Linked DNA regions of Mus musculus: all the other regions are linked to region 1. Evidence: chromatin contacts called from public HiChIP or PLAC-seq and promoter capture Hi-C data. All regions are on one chromosome and are shown on one strand. Each heading gives the region's core, a stretch centred on a gene start, on an enhancer-like site or on the middle of the called end of the contact. The rest is flanking DNA. Distances are from core to core; before and after follow the strand shown.

Region 1 (3,629 bases), core at 34-2,533:
GGGAGGAGCCGCAGTTCAGGGGCAGGTAGTGGGTTCCAGGGGTCCCGAGGAGATTCGGCAGTGTTTTGGATAGTGAGGCGTGGCGGGGGTTGGGGGAAGGTCTCAGGTGGAGGGATCCTCTGAAAGGGCCTCCGAGAGTGCTTGCCCGCACAAGGGTGAGGAGAGAAGCGGCCAGAGAATAGAACTTTGGAGTACCTCAGAGTTTGGGGACATCGACAGGGAAGAGTCTGTGGAGGCTCGATCAGAGAAAGAACTGGGATGACCTCAGTGAGGAGGCCCCGGGTAGTGAAAGAATCCAAGGGCGGGTCGAGGGTGGCAGTAGAGCCGGTGAAAAGGAGAGAGAGGTCAGATTCCGATATACTCTGGAAGCGAACAGCTCCCTTTCAAGATCGAAAGGACTCTTAAATTTGGGAGGAGAGCAGCAGCAAATCTGGGGAATGCTATGATGGGAGGTGGGGATAAATATAAGAAGGTCGCCTCCCTAGGGTACTGGCGGTTAAGGAGAGGCTGAGTGAGTCCTCGGTATGGCCACACTAAACCGGGACCGGCTTCAGGCGGGCATGGTACAGACACCACAAAAGGCACCTCAGCTTTCTGCTCGAGTTACAGAACCCCTATGTGGAGCACCCCCAAAGAGCTCAAGGGAGCTTGAGGTTTTGAGCGGCTTTGAGCTTTGAGCAGCTTGAATCAGTCTTCTGGACTTGCATCTCTGACCCAGGAAGGCAGGAGCCCAGGAAGGCACACAGAAGCAGGCTGGGCACATAGGGTCAAAGAGAGAGGGAAGGGTACGGAGTCGCTCCAAATAAGAGACCCTGTAGCTTCCTTGGGGTTAGCTTGGACAACTCGCCTGGTCTCTGTGGTTTTCCGTGTCAGAGTCAGGTGTAAAGCTCGGGGTTGGAGAAGGGGAAGGGTAACCCTAACCTGTTCCTGTGTTCCACTTCAGACTCAAGTTAGACCGGTGGCCCTAGTGCTCCTTCCTACCTCAAGAAAGTCCGCTTCCCGCTCAGCGCTAGCACTCAGTTAAGTGAACCGAGTGCAAGGCTCACTCCCCTCATGAGGCAGGGATGGGGAAGGCGGAGCCCCTGTCCCTGGAATCCCGCGCTGAGAAAGATGTCTGATCTAAGGAACGCCAGAGCCCTGCTTACCTGTGCTCCCAGGAGTAGCAGTCTGATGAGGGGCAGTAGGCGGATCTGACCGGACAGTTGGGGGTTAGGATGCTCCCTACCCCCAGAGGCAGCAGAGGGCGGAGATGTGAGCTTCCCCCTCCCACCTGCCCGACCCCTGACCCCCCACCCCCACCCCGCTGCTTTTCCCCTCACCCATCGCACAATGTAAGAGCAAATGTGGGCGGGACCTCCACCTGCCCCTCTCTACACAGCACACCCCCCTCTGCCCCGCCCCTCCTTCGCCTGAACTGCAGTAGGGTTGGTTCCGCTTGGGCCATTTGTGTGTAGCACTGTGTCAGGATTTAACTTGGAAGACCCCACTTTGGAGTGTATGGTGCTGTGTCAGGATTTGATCTGGAAGGCCACATTTTGGAAACCATTTTGTATTTTTTGATCCAGGGAATTTATACAACTTCAGCTGGGTTTCTGGGTATCTACGGGGTAGATTGGGTGCATTCTGAAGGGAAACATTTGCAAAGGAAGGGTTTTTTTTTTTGTTGTTTTTTTGTTTTTTTGAGGTCAGAAAGAACTTATCTGAAGCAGAAGTGCACGTTATAAATCCCTCAGACTCTCTTGCAGCTATGACAATCACAGGCTAGAATTCTGAGCAATGAAATGTAAACTGGAGCATCTGTCATGTTTCCCAAAGGGACTGGACTGGGTTTAGACATTGGTAGTGCTTGCTATGCAGGCACTGCCTAAAATGTATGAAGTAGCACCTAGCTGCAATCCCAGCGCTAGGGAAGTGGGTGAGAAGTGCAAGGGCAGGGCTGGAGAGCTGGTTCAATGGTTAAGAGCACTTGCTCTTCCAGGGGATCCAGGCTAGGTGTCTACTCCAGCTTCAGAGGATCTGTCATCCTCTTCTCGCCTCCGTGGCTTTCGACATGTATATGGTGCAAATACACACACGCAGACAAAACACTCATACAAAAAAGGATGTACAAGGTCCGAGTTTAAAGTTGGCCTGATTTATATGGGACCCTATGTAAAGGGTGGGGAGATGCCCTCCTTCTTTTTGAGTAGGTGAATCTCTGGGATGAGAAAGTGGCAATCAACAAAATCCCTAATCAGCCAAAGCAATTTTCATGATGTGGAATAGAATTCCAGCAAAGCTCTCCAGTTCTCTAACTCTGGTTAGAGGCACTGCAGTTTTGCTCCGGCTGCCACCCATAGCCACTAGACCTTGAAGTTAAATTTGAACCCTTCCTTTCCTCACCCTCCCCAAACAGTCAGTGAGGTCGATGGGGAAACAGGCCCAGGAGGCTACATCCTGACAGTTCTCATGTCTTTTTACTAAGTACTTCTGACTAGCCTAGAACTGACCAGGCTGGCCTTGAACTCCAACTGCCTTTGTCTTCCAAGTTTGGGGATAAAGGGCACACGCACCATCATGTCTGGTGAGCCTCCTAGTTCTATGCTGGGCACTCATTTGCTCACGAATTCTATTTACTCTCCAGCAGAGCCAATCTGGCTGCCTACTTCAATTTTAGTTAAATTGTTTTTTTTGGGGGGGGCAATGGATAGAGTTGAATTGATGAAGACCTCTCCTTTCTTCTCTCCTCCCTTTCTTCCCTCAGTTGTGCTGGCTAGGAATGACGGGTTTTTCAAAATAAAAAAAAAAAGCACTTTCTTCAGGTTTTGTAGCAACTCCAACTTTATTAAATATGCTGACCTGCTGCCACTGCCCCGTTGTCTCCTTCAATGTCATCCTTGTGATCTCAGCTCCTTCCTAGGGCTACTAAGCTGTCCCTCCCTCCTTCTGGGTAGAACAGAGGTATTCCTCGAGCAGGCAGTGGGCAGGGGCACATCAACAACTGAACACTAGAGTCCTTTGAAAAGGATTTGTACTTAAATAAGCACCTGGCAAAGGGTATTCAAGATGGGTTCAAGTGAGGCCCCTTATCCAAGGTACGGACTGCGGTGAACTAAGCTGCCCTGCCTGTGGCCTCAGAAGGGAAACAGGCAGTGTGGTCTGGGATTTAGTGTGAGTGGGGCATGTCCTCCCCAAACTTGTTCTGGTGGGCAGCGTTCTTCACATCTTGGAGATCCTGAGGACAAAGGAAGGACAAGGTAGGTCAAAGTGAGGGTGGCTCTATTTCAGCCAGAGAGAGGCTGTCACCATGGTAGCAGCAGCTTTCAACTACTGCTTCTCCTAGACTACCCTATACCCTCCTGCAAATATCTATGGGGCAGCCATGCAAAATAGTGTTCTCCCCTTACCAAATGGTAGAAGGGATACAGGGGACGGGGGACAGGGCTCAGTGTGCACGGGTTAAGCAACTTGCCAGGCTCACCTCGTGGTGGACATAAGCCTGACAGACATAACACCAGGTAGACAGGTCAACACAGCTGAGGACCAGCGGGTGTTCAGAGGCTTCATGGTGGCAGACCATATGGGCATTGACATAGCGACTGCAGTACACCTGAGGTTGGAAAGTGATTGTCACAGGTCGCTTGGCACCA
Region 2 (3,490 bases), core at 708-3,207, 160 kb after region 1:
CTCATGTACCTATTTATCTATAAGCCATCATCAGTCCATCTCCCAATTTAGCCATGTCTGCCACCAATCTATCACCGTGCTCATCTGTCCACCCACCATCCACCTCTTTATGAATTTACAGACAGACTCAAGTACTCATTCATCTACTAACCCCCACCATCTCTCCAGTGATGTGAGAATTGCCACTTACCCCCATGATCTCCACCCGGGTGTGGGGGCACAGGTGGGAGCCCTCCTCTTCTCTCTGGAAAAATGGAATGAGTTCAGATCTGCCCTAATCTTGCTCCCCCACATCTCTGGGTTAGTTCTTCATAACCTTTATTTGAACGAGAGGACTCACCCTCATTGATTGGTGCTGGTGGTGGTGGTAGCTGGCGTCTTTCTGTGGTTAAATAGGGTGGACTGAGAGCCAAAACCATGAGAGGGGCTTTTCCAGCCTCACACCCGTGCACTCACCTCTGTCTAACCTACCTCCCCCCAATTCCCACCAAGGCCTCCTTACCTCCGCTTTGCCTCTGATTCCTTTTTTGTATCTTCTCCTGCACCAAGGCCCGGAAGGCCTGGGCTTCACTCTCATCCGCAAAGTTCAGTCCTACTTGACAGTCCTATACATGCCTTGGGGTCAGCAAACTTCTAGTACGCCCCCCACATCCCCGGGACTTTCTCATCTCCTCCCCATCCCCCCCAACTGCAGCGCAAGGATGCACAAGCTGCTCACTTACATCTCCAGCAAAAGTGTGGAAGAACGGGGTGGGAGTGAGATAAACCAGCTGAGAGTACAGCTCCTGTTCCCAGAGTAGCCGACCAGCCTGGAAAGTGGGGGGAGGTGCATGCTGAAATCCAGGCATCTTGGGTGGCAGACCACTGGAGCATGGTGTCCAGGTTTGGTGTCCCGGGGTTTTATTTAAAGCTCTTCAGCTTCAGCTCACTATCAGAGTTTGGGTTCTAGGTGTCTGAGAGTCAGACACCGATATGAGAGATATGGGTTTGGGAGCCAAAGCCTATATGTAGGAGTTGAAGGCTCCACGTTGTGAATTTAAGATTCCAGTTCTAAGAGTATTCAACATGATTTAGAACATATTTGAGGCTGAGGCTCAGGTATTTGTGGAGCAGATCTAAGTCTTGATATAAACCTTCTGAGGTCCGTCTTCTTAGACTCAGAATGAGAAAAACACAACTTGGGATCTGTATTGGTCTTTGGTTCTGGAGCTCAGGGGGTCACTGATATGAGTGAAGGCTTGGAGCTGTGGACAAAAACTGGTTTTGTAAGTTGGGAACTAGCTTTCCTGTCCAGTGGGGCATGGGGTCACCTGTAGGCCATAAAGGCGGATGAAGTAGGACTTCTGAGGGTTATCCTTCACGAAGCACACAGCCCCGCAGTGTTCCATGGTCCAGTGCTCAGCTCCAGGGGGCAGTGCCAGGTAGAGCTGAACAACTGTGGTAGCCAGTGTCTAGGAGGGGAGAGCAGGGGTCAGTGCAGTGTGCTCATGGGTCACCAGGCCTGGTCCTTGCCTGCCTGTGGCTTTCATGAGCTTGGGGAAAGAGCTGTAGCCAGGAGGAAGGGGAGTAGACATCAAGATAATGGGGAGTGAGTGAATCTGAGGAGAGGAGATGGGGAGAAGGGGGATACAGGGATGATGGGAACAAGGAGAAGGGAAATATGGGTAAGAGGAGGAAGCAGAACGGGGAAGAAGAAGTAGAGAGGAAGAAGAGGAGAGGGAGGGAGACTGGGAGGACCAGGAGATCTCCCAACTCACCCAGCATTTTCGGCCAAGAAGCTCAAAGAGTCTCTGGTTTTCATGGTCCTGGAGGAGGTTGGAAGGAATGTTCTGCTGAACGGCTGGTCCCCCTCGGCCCCCAGGCCTGCCTCCTACAGGGCCAGGGCCACTATTCATGCTGCCTTCTGCCTTAGTCCTCTCCAGCTAAGCTCTGGGTGCAGGGTAAGAAGAGGAACTTCCGCAGTGAGCAGGGGAACAGGAAGTACAATAAACCACAAGGGAAATAAGTCCTCCAGGGCCCCCCAGAGGGCCTGTTCTCCTCTCTAGGACAGGCATGGGCCCTCCTCCATTTGCGTGGCTAGATCCAAGTTTGTAATGAGCTCAGGGCATCTTCCTTTCTTCTTTCTTCCCAACGTCCTCTCCCTTTTTGTGCGGGGCCATTTCCTTCTGACAGGCTTAGATCAGCCTTGCTCTAGTCGGACACTGAGGGAGAGCTACGCCATCTGCAGAGCTTCTCCTTCAGGGTAGCTACGCAGAGAGTAGTCACAAGTCTGTGTAGCCTCCTTCCGTCTTCCAAAAGCACCGACTTGGCCTGGGGTTGAATCTAAGGCTCCAGGTGCTAAAGGGCCATTGCATTACAGCTTTTCCTTTTAAAGGCATATTGAGCCGGGCGTGGTGGCGCACACCTTTGACCCCAGCACTCAGGAGGCAGAGACAGGCAGATTTCTGAGTTCGAGGCCAGCCTGGTCTACAAAGTGAGTTCCAGGACAGCCAGGGCTATACAGAGAAACCCTGTCTCGAAAAACCAAAAAAAAAAAAAAAAAAAAAAAAAAAAAGGCATATGAACTAATCTCTAGCTTTGGACGTTGCCAATGATATAGAAGGCCATGACTCACTTCCCCATCTTTTACTCTTGCCCCCTGTAGCTCCCTAATTACTTTCTTTTTCATTTATTTATTTCATGTATGCGGGTACACTGTCGCTGTCTTCAGACACACCAGGAGAGGGCATTGGATCTTCATTACAGATGCTGTGAGCCACCATGTGGTTTCTGGGATTTGAACTCAGGACCTCTGGAAGAACAGTCAGTGCTCTTAATCACTGAGCCATCTCTCCAGACCCCAATTACTTTCTTTTGTAAAATTTATTTTTATTTTATGCGCCTTGGTGTTTTGCCTACATGTATGTCTGTGTGAGGGTGTCAGAGTTACAGACAGTCCTGAGCTGCCATGTGTGTTCTGGGATTTGAACCTATGTCCTCTGGAAGAGCAGTCAGTGCTCTTAACCACTCAACAATCTCTCTAGCCTAAACTCAGACCCCCACCCCTTTTTTGTTTTTTGTTTTTGTTTTATTTGGTTTTTGTTTTGTTTTGCTTTGCTTTGCTTTGCTTTTGTTTGTTTGTTTGTTTGTTTGTTTGTTTTGAGACACGTTTTCCCTGTGTAGAGCCCTGGCTGTCCTAAAACTCACTCTATAGACCAGGCTGGCCTTGAACTCACAGAGATCCATCTGCCTCTGCCTTCTGAGTGCTGGGATTAAAGGCCTGTATCACCATGCCTGGCCCTAATTACTTTCTTTTCAATCTCATTCGGGAAGGAAGGACTTGACAGTATAAATAAATAAATACTAAAACAACATCTTGATTGATTTTTTTATTATGTTGGGACTTTATGAAAGTAGGGAACCTTTGAAGGCTTAGTTGTCTCCACTTTTGGTGATAAGGATTGGCTCCCGGGCCTTGACCATGGTAAGTACGTGCTCTAACTCTGAGCTG
Region 3 (3,690 bases), core at 339-2,838, 210 kb before region 1:
TCCTCTATCTCTTGTCTTTGTCTCTTATTCCCTGCCCTCTGCCCCTCTGGGATAAATAAATCTTTTTTGCTGAGAACTTGGTCTTGGGTCCTGAGCTGATACTTCTCCTTTCATTAATAAAGCCTTCACCTCAATGAACAAAATACAAGGGTGACTGAGAATGGTTCCCAATGTCAACACTGGGCCCCCACATGTATACATACTCATGCATGTGTGCCTACACACACATGCAAAATGATACATACACACACATGCACCACATGTATACACACACACAGAGAAATGGAAACAGTCAAAGAAAGGGAGTGTTGGCTGTGATTATTGTTTAACACATTTGATAGGTAAGGAAGCCAGGGCTCAGTGGGATTCAGCAACTTGCCTGTGGATGCACAGCTAAAGAATGGTACAGTAGCCGGGAGGAGGGAATCTTCTAAGGATATGGGATATAGAATAGAATCATATAAAGGGATAACAGGGGAAACTACAACAGAAGGATTAAGTATGGAGGTCAGTATAGAGGAGGGACTATAGAAAGGAAGGGGTGATTAAGACTAAAGGTCTTTAGGCCAGGCTGTGGTGGCGCACACCTTTAATCCCAGCACTTGGGAGGCTGAGGCAGGTGGATTTCTGAGTTTGAGGCCAGCCTGGTCTACAGAGTGAGTTCCAGGACAGCCAGGGCTATACAGAGAAACCCTGTCTCGAAAAAAATAAAAAAAAACATAAAAATTAAAATAAGTAAAGACAGAAGCAGAGTGTTAACTATTATGGCTCTGATTATGGTAAATGCAAGGTAGTTCCCCATTCTTCTTTCCCTTTTATTGACTTTTTTTTGTAACTCAGGATGGCACAAACCCTCCGATCCTGTTTCAACAGCCAGTACTAACTCGTTTATTATTTCTCACAACTGTCGTGCATATTGCACTTATCTCAACACTCTAATATTTCCAGTGTGCAATTTGGGGCCTTTTGTGTTTCCATGTAAGCATTCTCTGTTTGTAGCTTTTGTTAAAAAAGACAGGACCTCATGTAGCCCAAGACAACCTCGACTGTCCCTCGCCAACTACTAGCACTACAGGTGTGTGAGCAATCACGCCCGGAGCACTCACATTTTACGGTAACAAAGGATCTTTTTGTAAAGAGCTAGGAATAGGGTGGGGAAAAGAAAGTAAAATTCCACTCTTATCTTTCCCCTACTCAAGCTGATCTCAACTTTCAAGATCTTTTATTCCAGCCAGGAGCACCCAGAGCCACAAGGTAAACAAACATTGATAGCCACTCTAGCCCAACTCGGAGAACTCGTTAGCCTGGGAGGTTTGCCCCTCTATCTCTCCGTGAGTTAACGAGTTCAATGCTTGGCCCGCTTCCGTTTGGGGGTGGGGGCAAGCCCTTTCCCGGGTTCCCTTAGACAGTCCTGCCTTTGGGCAGTCTTTTGTGCCTCCAGTCCCCTAATCCGCCCTCATTCTTTTTCCGGAACTTCCCTCGGAGGACTCTACTACTGCTCGGGATGCTCCACAGGTCCGCCAAGTGGGTGAGAAGAGCCCTGGCTGGAGTCTCTGCCCAGAATGAGTCACTTCCGTTCACAGACTCCCTCCTCCGGAAGTAAGACCTGATGTAAACAGCAGAGCTGGGCACCAAAGCCCGGGAGGTCAGAAATTTGTGCCGCAGGCGGCACCAACGGCTAGGGCAGGGGTCGGGGAGGGGTGATCAAGTCGGCAGAGGTGACGCGCATCTGGAGCAAGATCCAAGGGTTGGTCACGGTCATGGGTTGGGTGTTTCTACTAGAGGTCTTGACAGGTGATGGATGGCTGGGGATATGGGGGCTTGAGTCGGTGCTGTCTTGGAAAGGATCATGGCTTTTGGGAGAGGGTGAGGCGTTTCAATTAGGGTTCTTCGTTAGTGTGGGCATTTGGAGCATAGATTTAAAAAGGGCTCTTGGAAGCTAGTGCTCTCCAGAGTATGGCTCATGTAGAAGCAAGACCCAAGTTTTACGCGAGAAAAGTAGATTTGCGATCTTAGCTGATAGGTGTGCCTGAAGAGAGGTCTTGGAAGAGATGGGATTTGAAAAAAGGACGAGGTTTTTAGGGCAGGAATGTTTAGGGGAGGGAGTCAGAGCAGCAGCAGCAGCAGCATTGGTAGGTTGAGGTTTTCCTAGGCAGGATATGGGTTTTTTTTTTGGGAGGGGGTGGGGCTAGCGTGCCCTAGGGCAGAACCTTCAAGAGATAGCATGGAGACAAAAGGGACAAATTTTAGGGGGAGGGGACTCATGAGTAACATTGTGTAAGCTTAGGGGTCGTGGGTAGACAGTATAGGGAATGGAATGTGTCACATGTGAAGAATTTGGAATGTCAGAGTAATGCCTCGGGTGTGGGGTAGGGTGTGGATTGGTCTTTAGGACTTAAGTAGAGGGAGTGGAGGGGGTTCTCAGGCTTGCCTTTGCCTTGAGAGTTGGTCATATGAGAGAAGGGTTTGGGGAAAGTATGCTGCATGGGAGGATGTAAATGAGATACCCTGGAGGCGAATAAGCCTCCAGGTAAAGTTAGAAGGGCTTGAGGAGGGCAGTTCTGTGGGTGATGGGCCATTCACGGCAGTGAAGATGCAGGAAACCTTAGCTTTTTTTTTTTTTTTTTGTTTTTTTTTTTTTTTTTTTTGAAACCTTAGCTTTTGTTCCACTATTTATTGACAGGTGGAGTTGGGTGCCGGTGTGCAGATGAATAGCTTGTAGAGAGGTTTGAGGTCATATCAAACATTAGAGCTAAGAATGGCTGGGAGGGGGGAGGAGGTACCATGGGATATTCCCTACCCCATTACCCCATGCTTGGTGTTTGTGCCTGTTATGAGGCTTTTTGTCATTATGGGCCGGGATACGTTCTGCCTGTGGTCTTGGTTTAAACAGATACTCTGAGGTATCCTCCACTTGTTTTTGTTTTTTACAGTCTGGCAAAGAAAAGTATCAAAATGGGGAGGAAGCCAGGCGTGGTGGCATACGCCTATAATCCCATCCCTCAGGAAGTGGAGGCTGGAGGACTGCTGGGAATTGAAGGCCAGCCTGTGCTACATAGGGAGTACCAGGACAGCCAGGGATACATAGCAAGACCCTATCTCAAAACAAAATAGACCAAGTGGTGAGGAAGAAGAAATGATTTGGGGGACAGAAGTTGTAGGACTTCAGAGAGGACACTGGGGAACTCTTCACAATGCTGTCTTTTCTTGCGCCTAGGAAGGCCGTCCTGAATCATGACTCAGCAGCCACTTCGAGGTGTGACCAGCCTACATTTCAACCAAGACCAAAGTAAGCTTATGATTGTGTCTTTGTGGGAAAGAAGGAAAAGAAGGGCCAGGGATGACTCTGAGCCCCAGAATACGGGAGTCCGACTGATTCCTTCCATCCCCAGGCTGCTTTTGCTGCGCCATGGAGACAGGCGTCCGGATCTACAATGTGGAGCCACTTATGGAGAAGGGGCATCTTGGTGAGTGGCTGTAGCGGTGGGGCAGTGGGCAGAAGGGCTGATGTGTGCATTGGCATGGACCTCTCCTGACACCCTATTCCCTGTCCAGACCACGAGCAGGTAGGCAGCGTGGGCCTGGTAGAGATGCTGCACCGATCCAACCTGCTGGCCCTGGTGGGCGGTGGGAGCAGCCCCAAGTTCTCTGAGATCTCAGGTAAGCGCTTTCATCCTATACTTGACCCAG

The links. HiChIP or PLAC-seq counts read pairs in DNA pulled down with a chosen protein or histone mark. Capture Hi-C pulls out chosen DNA fragments and counts their contacts.
Region 2: a contact with region 1 is called in a promoter capture Hi-C map of adipose tissue. The contact joins the promoter of Was here to the promoter of Eras in region 1. A contact is called at or near these places in 13 of 39 promoter capture datasets (the 3T3-L1 cell line, the HPC-7 cell line, HPC-7-derived erythroid cells and 7 more), 1 of 15 datasets of contacts at CTCF or cohesin (pro-B cells), 36 of 484 Hi-C or Micro-C datasets (the AML12 cell line, the G1E-ER4 cell line, the N1E-115 cell line and 14 more), 14 of 115 datasets of contacts at active chromatin or transcription factors (the SCID.adh cell line, bone marrow-derived dendritic cells, embryonic stem cells and 5 more) and 4 of 9 other capture datasets (adipose tissue, embryonic stem cells, liver and 1 more).
Region 3: a contact with region 1 is called in an H3K4me3 HiChIP or PLAC-seq map of embryonic stem cells, with 10 read pairs. The contact joins the promoter of Wdr45 here to the promoter of Eras in region 1. A contact is called at or near these places in 2 of 39 promoter capture datasets (embryonic stem cells and liver), 1 of 484 Hi-C or Micro-C datasets (uterus), 3 of 115 datasets of contacts at active chromatin or transcription factors (all in embryonic stem cells) and 2 of 9 other capture datasets (adipose tissue and liver).

What each region holds. Positions count from the first base shown.
Region 1 is chrX:7,927,324-7,930,952 of GRCm38.p6, forward strand. Eras (ES cell-expressed Ras) reads right to left here and starts at 1,284. Exons shown (of 2, transcript NM_181548.2): 1 at 1,146-1,284. It overlaps Hdac6 (histone deacetylase 6), which reads right to left. Exons shown (of 29, transcript NM_001130416.1): 28 at 3,461-3,589; 29 at 2,799-3,214. The coding sequence ends at 3,146.
Region 2 is chrX:8,088,534-8,092,023 of GRCm38.p6, forward strand. Was (Wiskott-Aldrich syndrome) reads right to left here and starts at 1,958. Exons shown (of 12, transcript NM_009515.2): 1 at 1,758-1,958; 2 at 1,311-1,451; 3 at 723-809; 4 at 503-605; 5 at 341-382; 6 at 191-244. The coding sequence starts at 1,895.
Region 3 is chrX:7,720,632-7,724,321 of GRCm38.p6, forward strand. Wdr45 (WD repeat domain 45) reads left to right here and starts at 1,589. Exons shown (of 11, transcript NM_001290792.1): 1 at 1,589-1,747; 2 at 3,218-3,289; 3 at 3,393-3,467; 4 at 3,556-3,660. The coding sequence starts at 3,235.